2 separate regions of the Mus musculus genome follow, and region 1 is linked to region 2. The links are chromatin contacts, called in public Hi-C maps. All regions are on one chromosome and are shown on one strand. Each heading gives the region's core, a stretch centred on a gene start, on an enhancer-like site or on the middle of the called end of the contact. The rest is flanking DNA. Distances are from core to core; before and after follow the strand shown.

Evidence for each region. Hi-C and Micro-C count contacts between places; a contact is called where the count stands out from the background.
Region 1: a Hi-C map of granulocyte-monocyte progenitors shows a contact between it and region 2, with 2.3 times the contacts expected there. The contact joins the enhancer-like site here to the promoter of Lancl2 in region 2. A contact is called at or near these places in 2 of 39 promoter capture datasets (fetal liver and macrophages), 1 of 15 datasets of contacts at CTCF or cohesin (the NIH/3T3 cell line), 2 of 484 Hi-C or Micro-C datasets (epidermal suprabasal cells and granulocyte-monocyte progenitors), 2 of 115 datasets of contacts at active chromatin or transcription factors (bone marrow-derived macrophages and memory CD8 T cells) and 3 of 9 other capture datasets (adipose tissue, liver and pancreatic islet).

Annotation. Positions count from the first base shown.
Region 1 is chr6:57,788,068-57,792,107 of GRCm38.p6, forward strand. It overlaps Vopp1 (vesicular, overexpressed in cancer, prosurvival protein 1), which reads right to left. Exons shown (of 5, transcript NM_146168.1): 2 at 1,910-1,968. Among named protein-coding and RNA genes, the nearest start is that of Vopp1, 35 kb to the right of the region's middle. Within about 2 kb of position 2,659, at least 8 of the 459 cell types and tissues checked have an H3K27ac peak or open chromatin away from gene starts, as enhancers often do. A contact at or near this core is called in bone marrow-derived macrophages and granulocyte-monocyte progenitors, where this site is marked.
Region 2 is chr6:57,699,512-57,704,078 of GRCm38.p6, forward strand. Lancl2 (LanC (bacterial lantibiotic synthetase component C)-like 2) reads left to right here and starts at 2,944. Exons shown (of 9, transcript NM_133737.2): 1 at 2,944-3,752. The coding sequence starts at 3,549.

The DNA.
Region 1 (4,040 bases), core at 1,409-3,908, 88 kb after region 2:
GTTTAGGAAGAGGCAGTAGTGGGTTTTCCTCTATGTTCCATGGCCCCACCAGCCATAGGTACTTGGCTAGCTTTACAGTACCAGGCATGAGCTCCTCATAGAGTAGACAGTAAGTCTAACTACTGGTTACCACCGGTATATGCATGCCACTATGTACCTTTAGGGATGTGATACCATGATGGTCACTGATGTGGTTCTGGGCCTCACAGCGGGGTAGGACTATTACTTTCCTCCCTTGGGAGGCTGCATCCAGTATTATGAAGAGTAGTGTTCAGGCAGGAGACTTCCAAATACCATTCAGGTTGAAACCTCCAAGTCTTGTGTCTAAATTTCTCCAGTAACACAGTCTTACCTCCAAATTCTGGGAGGCCATCAAAGTCAATATCCTATATAGCTTTCAGAGTCTCTTGGACTCCCGTGGTCATCAAGTGGAATGGGGTTCTCTCATGTATCTTACTGGGGATTTTGTTAAATTAATCTATAGCTCTTGGTGGTAAATATTATCACCCTTTGTGGCATAATTTAAATAATAAATGTATGTATACAAATATACTTTTATGCAAACATGAAACATTATGATTCTTGAATTTAAAAAATGCTTATTTGCTCTGTGTCTCAGTCACTGTCTGTCTGTCTGATTATTATCTTCCCTCAACCCCCCAGTGAAAGACCTTCCCCAGTCTTCCAATCCCTCACTCAATGGTATCTATGTCCTACTATTTACTTCCCTAAAGCTCCCACAAATAGCTCTTGTTACTTTCCTAGTTTCTACAGCTACTAGAATTATATACTCTCATCAGAAATTTGTGACCTAGGAATTACAAATAATAGAGAACATTTGTCTTTCTGGGGCTGAATTATTACACTCGGTATATAGGTCTATCAATTTCATGATTTCATATTTCTTTGAAGTAGAATAATATTACATTGTGTGTATGTGCCATATTTTTGTTAGCCATTCATCGCTGAAGGACATATAGGTTGTTTCCATTTCCTAGCTATTGTGGACAGAGCAGCATGAACATAGCTGAGCGAGCATCTCTGGAATAAGATGTTAAGTCCTTTGGGAATATGCTAAGCAGTGATATAGCTGGATCACAAGTAATAATCTTTTTAGCACTTTGTATTTTTCTGTTTCTTTGTGTTTTGTTGATGTTGCTGTTGTTGTTTTATTTTGTTTGTTCAGGTTTTCTCTGGCTGCCCAGGGACTTTTGTACTTCCATGTGAATTTTAGGATGATTTGTCTGTCTCCGTGAAATATTTGTGTTTTACTTGGTTGTAACATTAGAGTAATATTGGATTGTAAAAGAAGCATGAATTATCCCTTTCACTTCTATTTGTTTGAATGATTTAAGAAGTATTGGCTGGAGATTTAGGAAAGTCTGATAGAATTCTGCTATGAATTTGTTTAGACTTGGGCTTTTTTCTTTAAGTTGGAACTCTATCACTATTTCTGTTAAAGTAACTTCTTTGCCTTATGTAATTGTTATCTCAGAGGCTTACTGCTGAATAAGTTTGCCCTCTCTAGCTCTTTCTGAAATCTGGCTGGCTTGTTCAGCTCAGCTGTTCTGGCACAAACGCCTCTCCAAGCTAACTGATTCAATCTGGCTTCTCTCAGCTTCTCACTGAGCTGCTCTTCTTGGTCTCAGAGTAACTCTGGCAATCTGTTCTAATCTGGCTCCTTCTCATTCTCTGGTTCATTCTGTCTTCACCTGTGTCTCGGCTGTTCCCTCTGCAACCTGTCTCTGTAAAATATCCCTGAAAAACTACCTCTGGACTTCACAAACTTAACTGCCGAAACCTCCACTCTACTGCACTTTCTATCCAATAACTCAATCCTATAAAAGAAACCGCTCCTGGAGAAAAAAAACTGACCACAGTCAAATCAGCAGGAAGGCACTATACTTACATATAGTATGTGGGATAGAGTCCTTCAAAATACCAGCAATGTTTTTTGGCCTCAGTGCACTAGAAATAAAAGCAAAAACAAAACAAAAAAAACTTTGTCAGTGGTTTGTACACTACTGAAAAGGTCTCAGGAAGTTAACAAAGAAAGAGCAGCAATGGAGGAAATCACAAACGGCTAGCAGAGAAGCAGGCAGTGAGTGAGTAACGAGAAATCCCATCTCCTCCCTTTCTCATAGATGCTTCATTTCTTCAAAACCTTTTTAAAAAGAGGGAAACAGAAGCAGCTATTTTCCTATGCCTCTAATTATTATTCACAAATATTTCCTTAAAAGGGTAAACAAAAGACAATCCTTGGGCAGGGGTGGGGGGAGTTGCTAAGAATCAAATATGGGGCCCTGTGTATACTAGGCAAGTGGTCTAACCACTCAGCTACACTCAATCTCCATTTAAAATTGTATGACACTTCAAAATAGTAAATAATGAATAATTCAAAGCACTGGGAGCTCTATTTCCCCAATACTTTTCGTTTTGACAGGCATCTCCCACATACTGTCACATTTCTAGATCTCTATGTTTTGCAATATCATGAAAGTCACACTCAAACTATTCACTCCAAAGTAGTGGACCCTGTCTGTCGGACAGTGCAAGTGAGGTTTCCTCAGCAGCGCATAAGAGCTCCAGATCGAGTGTTCTCTTAGATGTAAGAAAGGAGAGGACTGCCACCATTGTCTGCCGAAGTTCCTCTTCTTAACCAACTCCACCCCCTTGGGGCTAGGCCACCAAGTAGCACTGACACAGGGTTCCCTGAGTTCTTCCCTGTTGCTGTCCTCAGCAATTTCTCTCAGGTCATCTGCATCCCTTTGTGACTCCCCAGCAACCTTACAGGGACACCACATTTGGCTGGAACCCAGGTAGGCTGCCTTCCTCCATCTCCAGGGTACCTTTCCAGGGTACACATAATCTGATCACTCCTGCACCCCTCAGCACATCCCTCCTGCCAGGTAGGCTGCCCATGCCTTCTTCCACCTCCCCACCTCCATTAGGGGTACACCTAACCTGATCACTTCTGCAAACCTCTTGCCTATCTCCATTTCTTTGAGACTCACCACCAACTGTGGCCAGACCCAGGATGCCTTCAGTTCTCCCTCTGATGCCCTCCACAGAGCAAGATCCTGCGTTCTACTCAAGAAATCTTCATAGTCAGCACCCTTTCTCCTGTCTTTAAGAGAGTGCTAAATCATTATTTGTCAGTATTGTATGACTTGCTAATTGCATTTTTTTCTTTAAGACTGTGAAGGATTCTAAGTATCATGCTCTTTTGCTTTATATTAAAAGATACTGTGGGATAATCACAGCCAACCACTGGATTGAGCCAGGGGACCCCAATGGAAGAGCTAGGGGAAGGACTGAAGGAGATGAAGGGGATTGCAAGTCCATAGGAAGAACAATATCAACTAACTGGGTCACCCAGAGTTCCAGGGACTAAACCACTAACCAAAGAGTATACATGGAGGGATCCACGGAGGGATACATATGAAGCAGAGGATAGTCTTATCTGGCATCAATGGGAGGGGAGGCCCTTGGTCCTGTGGAGGCTTGATGCCCCAGTGCAGGGGAATGCTAGAGGGGTGAGGTGGGAGTGGGTGAGTGGGTGGAGGAGCACCATCATAGAGGCAAAGAGGAGGGAGGATGGGATGGGTGTTTGTGGGGATGAAACTGGGAAGGAGGATATCATTTGTAATATAAACCAATAAAATAATTAATAAAAAATAAGTAAAAAATACTGATTACAAGAAGCTTTATTCTCTGTTAAAAATCCTGAAGAAGTGCTGATGAAAAAGAGAGTGCCCTTAAAACCAAGACTTCATAGTAATAGTCACTTAGGGACTTGATGGAAGCTATATTCCATCCCTAATTGTACTGTGGAGACCTTGATGACTTCTAACAAGCAATATTCCTAAAGTCAGCCACTCTCTTAAAGACTTTGGGAAGATGCATACCGTAAGACACAAGTTAGTACTAACTACATATCCCTCTGGGGGAAAAAAATCTGTGAGCACCTATAGTGTTATGGATACAGTTTCTCTGCCTGGTTTTAACTAAAGAGATGCAAAGCAACAGATGTTGTAAAG
Region 2 (4,567 bases), core at 1,694-4,193:
GCAAAATGAAGAGGAGTGGAGAGGAGGAGAAGGAAGAGGAAGGAAGGAAGGAAGGAAGGAAGGAAGGAAGGAAGGAAGGAAGGAAGGAAGGAAGGCACTCACCCAAATGTCTGGATTACAAGGTAAAGAGCCTGGAGGTCAGGGATGGGGTCTGGATCAAGCTTCAGTAGATGGTCCTATACCCATGCACATATGGGCAGCATTAAAAGGAACTCAGTTGTTTTAAAACAACAAAAACCCCATATGAACTTGGGAGGGAAAGGGGTGTGAGAGGGCCTGGAGGAGAGAAAGGGGGGATATGCCACTTTCATTCTGAAGGACAAATTATCCATTTGTAAGACTCCCAGAGGGATAGATAGTCCAATAATAATATATTTAGTCCTGTTTCCCCAAATTAATCAGACAAGTTGTGATTCTTTAATTGTATCCTATATACATGATATAATATGTAATGATAAAAATTAAAGTCAACAGAAAAGCATGAGAGCTGGGAATACACAATAATGAAGAAAAAATTGTAAGCTTTGGGGTGTGCCATAGTCATTAGATAGCAGATACCCAGACAATGATAGACTAAATAGTGACAATTAGGAGTATTTACATCTAAACAGCAACCACAAAGTTAATTGAGTCCTTTAAATATTGGTGCAAATGCATGCTCTTTTAAAATATTTTGAGAACAAATTGTTTCTGTAGACCTCTGAAATATTCCTGAATGTACTACCCCTTGCTTTCTGGGAAGTAACCTTAGTTGATGCTACTTGGGAGTCTTCTCTATGCCTTGAAGATTGCTATCTGCCCCTAAAGCAAACTCAGAAACAAAATAATTAGAATAGTATGAACTCAGAGGAGGCTGACTTGGTTCAGCAGGACAGGAGACATGACAGCAGATCAGAGCACAGAACTTATACAGAATATTTAGATTTCCTAGAAATATAATATACAAGGTAAAGGGCCATACATATTAAGCCCCTAATAAGAGCTCAGTAACAAAAAGCTAGGATGACTAGGATAATATAACAGCATATATACACAGTATAAGAATGATATACAAGAATGTAAGAAGAGTAAGGCATTAGGATTTATCATTCCTTTAAAGATTGGCTTATACCTGATTGTTGTAATGTTGTAATTAATTTAGAAACAAAAGAATTGTTTTATTAAACAAATTCTTGTAGGATTATAGATACAAATATCACAAAGTTAAATTACAGCTACAACAGTTCCTAAGTCTGACTTCTCAGACTCAGGCTAATTTGCAAGTAATATGATTGACCATTAAAGTTAAAAGTATAGTGCTTAAAGCAGAGTGATTCATCTGGACTGACTCAGATTCTATCTATTTTCTATCTAAGCATCTTGAAACTGCAAAATGCTGCCAGCCTAAGAATGGGTTGCTATATCATGCTTGCTTAAGCTAAAATGATTTGCAGAATTTTAGGAATAGGGATATGGGGTTAATGATTACATCTATTCTACCTGGGCTTAACCTAGAAACCTGGACATAGTAGAAACGTATGGCCAAGACAAAATGGTTATGATCCACATCTGAGAAATCAGGAATGTTTTTGAAACCTTTATATAAATACATTTCTGATTGCTAGTCAGAGTTGCAAACGACCCCCAACTTGCTGTCTGACTCAACCTTCCCCTTGCCCAAGCCTTACATCTTCTTTGGAACCTGTTCATTCCTGGGCTGGGCTCCCATACCCCAGCTATAGTAATAGCATAAATCTACGTGCAATCTGAGGACTTTCTCTGTGAGTAACATAATAGAGGCTGAAACTTAGGCTAGCCAGAGGAAGAACTGTCTCCTAAAGTTTTCACAGTGGGAGGACTTGTCAGACCACCTTGTAGAAGGTATAGAAGCATAGACAGTGATGGGCCAATGCTGAGCCAGACAATATCTGGACCTGGGCTGCTTAGCCAGGCATATAAATCTCTGGTCTACCGTTTAATCCTCAGCGAAAAGGTCAGGATCTACCAACAAGCTCGGTAGGCCGTGTGTGTGTGTGTGTGTGTGTGTGTGTGTGTGTGTGTGTGTGAGAGAGAGAGAGAGAGTGAGCGAGAGAGAGAGAGAGAGAGAGAGAGAGAGTGTCCTTGAGACTGCCTGCTTGTGTTTTTCTCTGGTTCTTTGTCCCTCTTCCCAATGTAGGTGCGTTCAACAAATCTTTCTCTGCTTTTCACCGTTGTCTCTTAATTGGATATTAAGGCTGGTGGCAGAGCTTAGCTAGTTAGGGCTTCCAGGAGATAGAGTCTGACTCTTGTAACTCTGATCTACACTTTCAAGATCATGCACTGGAGGTTTGTGGTTGCGCATATGATAAGCGAGGGACAGGATAAAAACCTAACCCTTTTCCACTTTACTCCACTCTGAGGCCAAAGGCAGGAATGCCTGAAATCCTGGCTGTTTGATATTGTTCCATTATGTCACCTTTGGCATTAGAATAACAATGTACCTTGCTTGGGCTCCGGAAATCACATACACCAGGCTCTTCTCTGATTCCTGATTTTCTTGCCTACTAACCAGATATGTCCAGAGGGCAGAAACATTTTGTCACCAAGTACCAATATTTACTAAATGAAAGGACTGCAATACAATATTTCCTTTTAAATCATTACACAGATTTGGTTCTAGTAAACAGTGCAAAAAAACCCCATAGAACCAATGAAGGCTGTGACTTTATATATTGTGATAATAGAAATGCAAAGATCTATTTGCTTGTATCCTCTTTGCCATCCATGTTATTCTGCTGGCCAATTATGTTAATCTCGTGACCATGGGGTTCTCTGGTCTATAAAATATTTAGCTGATTTAATAATTATTCTTCTATATTATTTATCATTATTAAATATGTGTACTTACTCAAAACAATAAGAATGAAAACAAAACATTAAGAAAACAAAACAAAGGCCTGTGGCTCCTCCTCCAAGCAACCCCCCTCCCAGTGGTGATGAATGGGAGGGACTGTATCCCCCCCCACCCCCTTCGGGAGGCTATCTTTTCACTGTTTTAGGCCGTTTTGAATTTCTTTTCTTTAGAAGAGGTATTTTTAATCAAAGTAGCTACTGTTCCTGTGATTGGCGCACGACCAGGGGCCGAGGACACTGACGGGCGGCAAGGCTGGGCTGGTGAAATGCAGTCCGTTTGGTGATGGAGCATCTGAAGGTGCGCTTTTCCCTGGTCTGCAAATCGCTCACACTTTGAATGAACCCATCTTTACAGGCTTTCCCTACTGGAACGTGAGCTTTCTAGGCGTGCGTTTTCTCTAGAATCTCTCGGAAGGACACGGCCACGGGAGAGGCGAGGGTAACTGGGAGACTGTGCGGCTCGGCGGGCTGGGCCGTCAGGCTGAGAGCTGCTGCTGGGAGGGCGTGACTGGCGAAGGCTGGAGGTTCGGCTTTTTCGCGCTAGCTGCATCCAGATGTGCAAGCCACTGTTCTCCAGGAAGGCTTCGCCGCGGAGCCCCGGCCCAAACGCCTTCCAGGAGGTTTGTCCCTGCCTGCGCGCCGTGCCCTGAGCTCTCAGGCAGGGAAAGCGCGCGGACATGGGCGAGACCATGTCAAAGAGACTCAAGTTCCACCTAGGAGAGGCGGAGATGGAGGAGCGGTCGTTCCCCAATCCCTTCCCAGACTATGAAGCCGCCGCCTCCGCCGCAGGGCTCGCCGCTGGAAGTGCGGAGGAAACCGGCCGTGTCTGCCCTCTCCCCACCACGGAAGACCCGGGCCTCCCTTTCCACCCTAACGGGAAGGTGAGTTGGTTGCCAGGGCCGGGACCAGCGGTTGGGAGGGTGAGGCCACCTCCGCCAATGGTAGCGTCCGGCGGTCACGCCCTGGGTGCGCTGACGTCATCGGCGTACGTCCCGCCCGGTGTAGGTCCTGCCCAAGCAGCCGGGGAAAGGCTGCGGAGCTGTGCTTTCCCCATGATGAGACACTGAAACAGTCTGATGGAGCACTGTGATGGTTCCTGGCAGTAAAATGTGAATTTGATGTTAGTTAGGTAGAGTTTTGTCACACCTGCCTGTGGGCACACCCTTGCTTGGAGAAACGCTAAAGTCACGCCCTCTTAATTTTTTTCCGATTTGTTTTCTTCTTTAACAATTTCATTTTTCATACATGTATTTAATGCGTTCTGGTTGCTTCCACCCCACTGTCTTTCATCTCCTTCCCTCGTCTGTACAGTTACCTCTCCTATGAATTGCTTCCCCCCCCCCCCATCCATTTATGTCTTTGTTTGTTTTATCCCCCTTGGGCTTGACCAGGACTGTCTCTGTGAACTGTCCCTTGGAACCTGGTGGGTTCAGTGGGGTACATACACAACTGAAGACAATGGCTACCCCTCTTCCAGAGTCAGTCTGTTGCTGAGAGTTTGGCATTAAGGATTAGAGTCCCGTGAGCCCCTCCCCATCTGTGACTGACTGTTGGGAGGGCCTGTCCTGTGCACATCCTGCAAAAATAATTATATTTATAGCAATTCTGAGCTCATGGTCACATTGGCTGTATCGTCTAGGATTTTTCCATTCATTTCCCCTATCTTTTGGCTCTTGATTTTTTTTCTTTTTCCTGA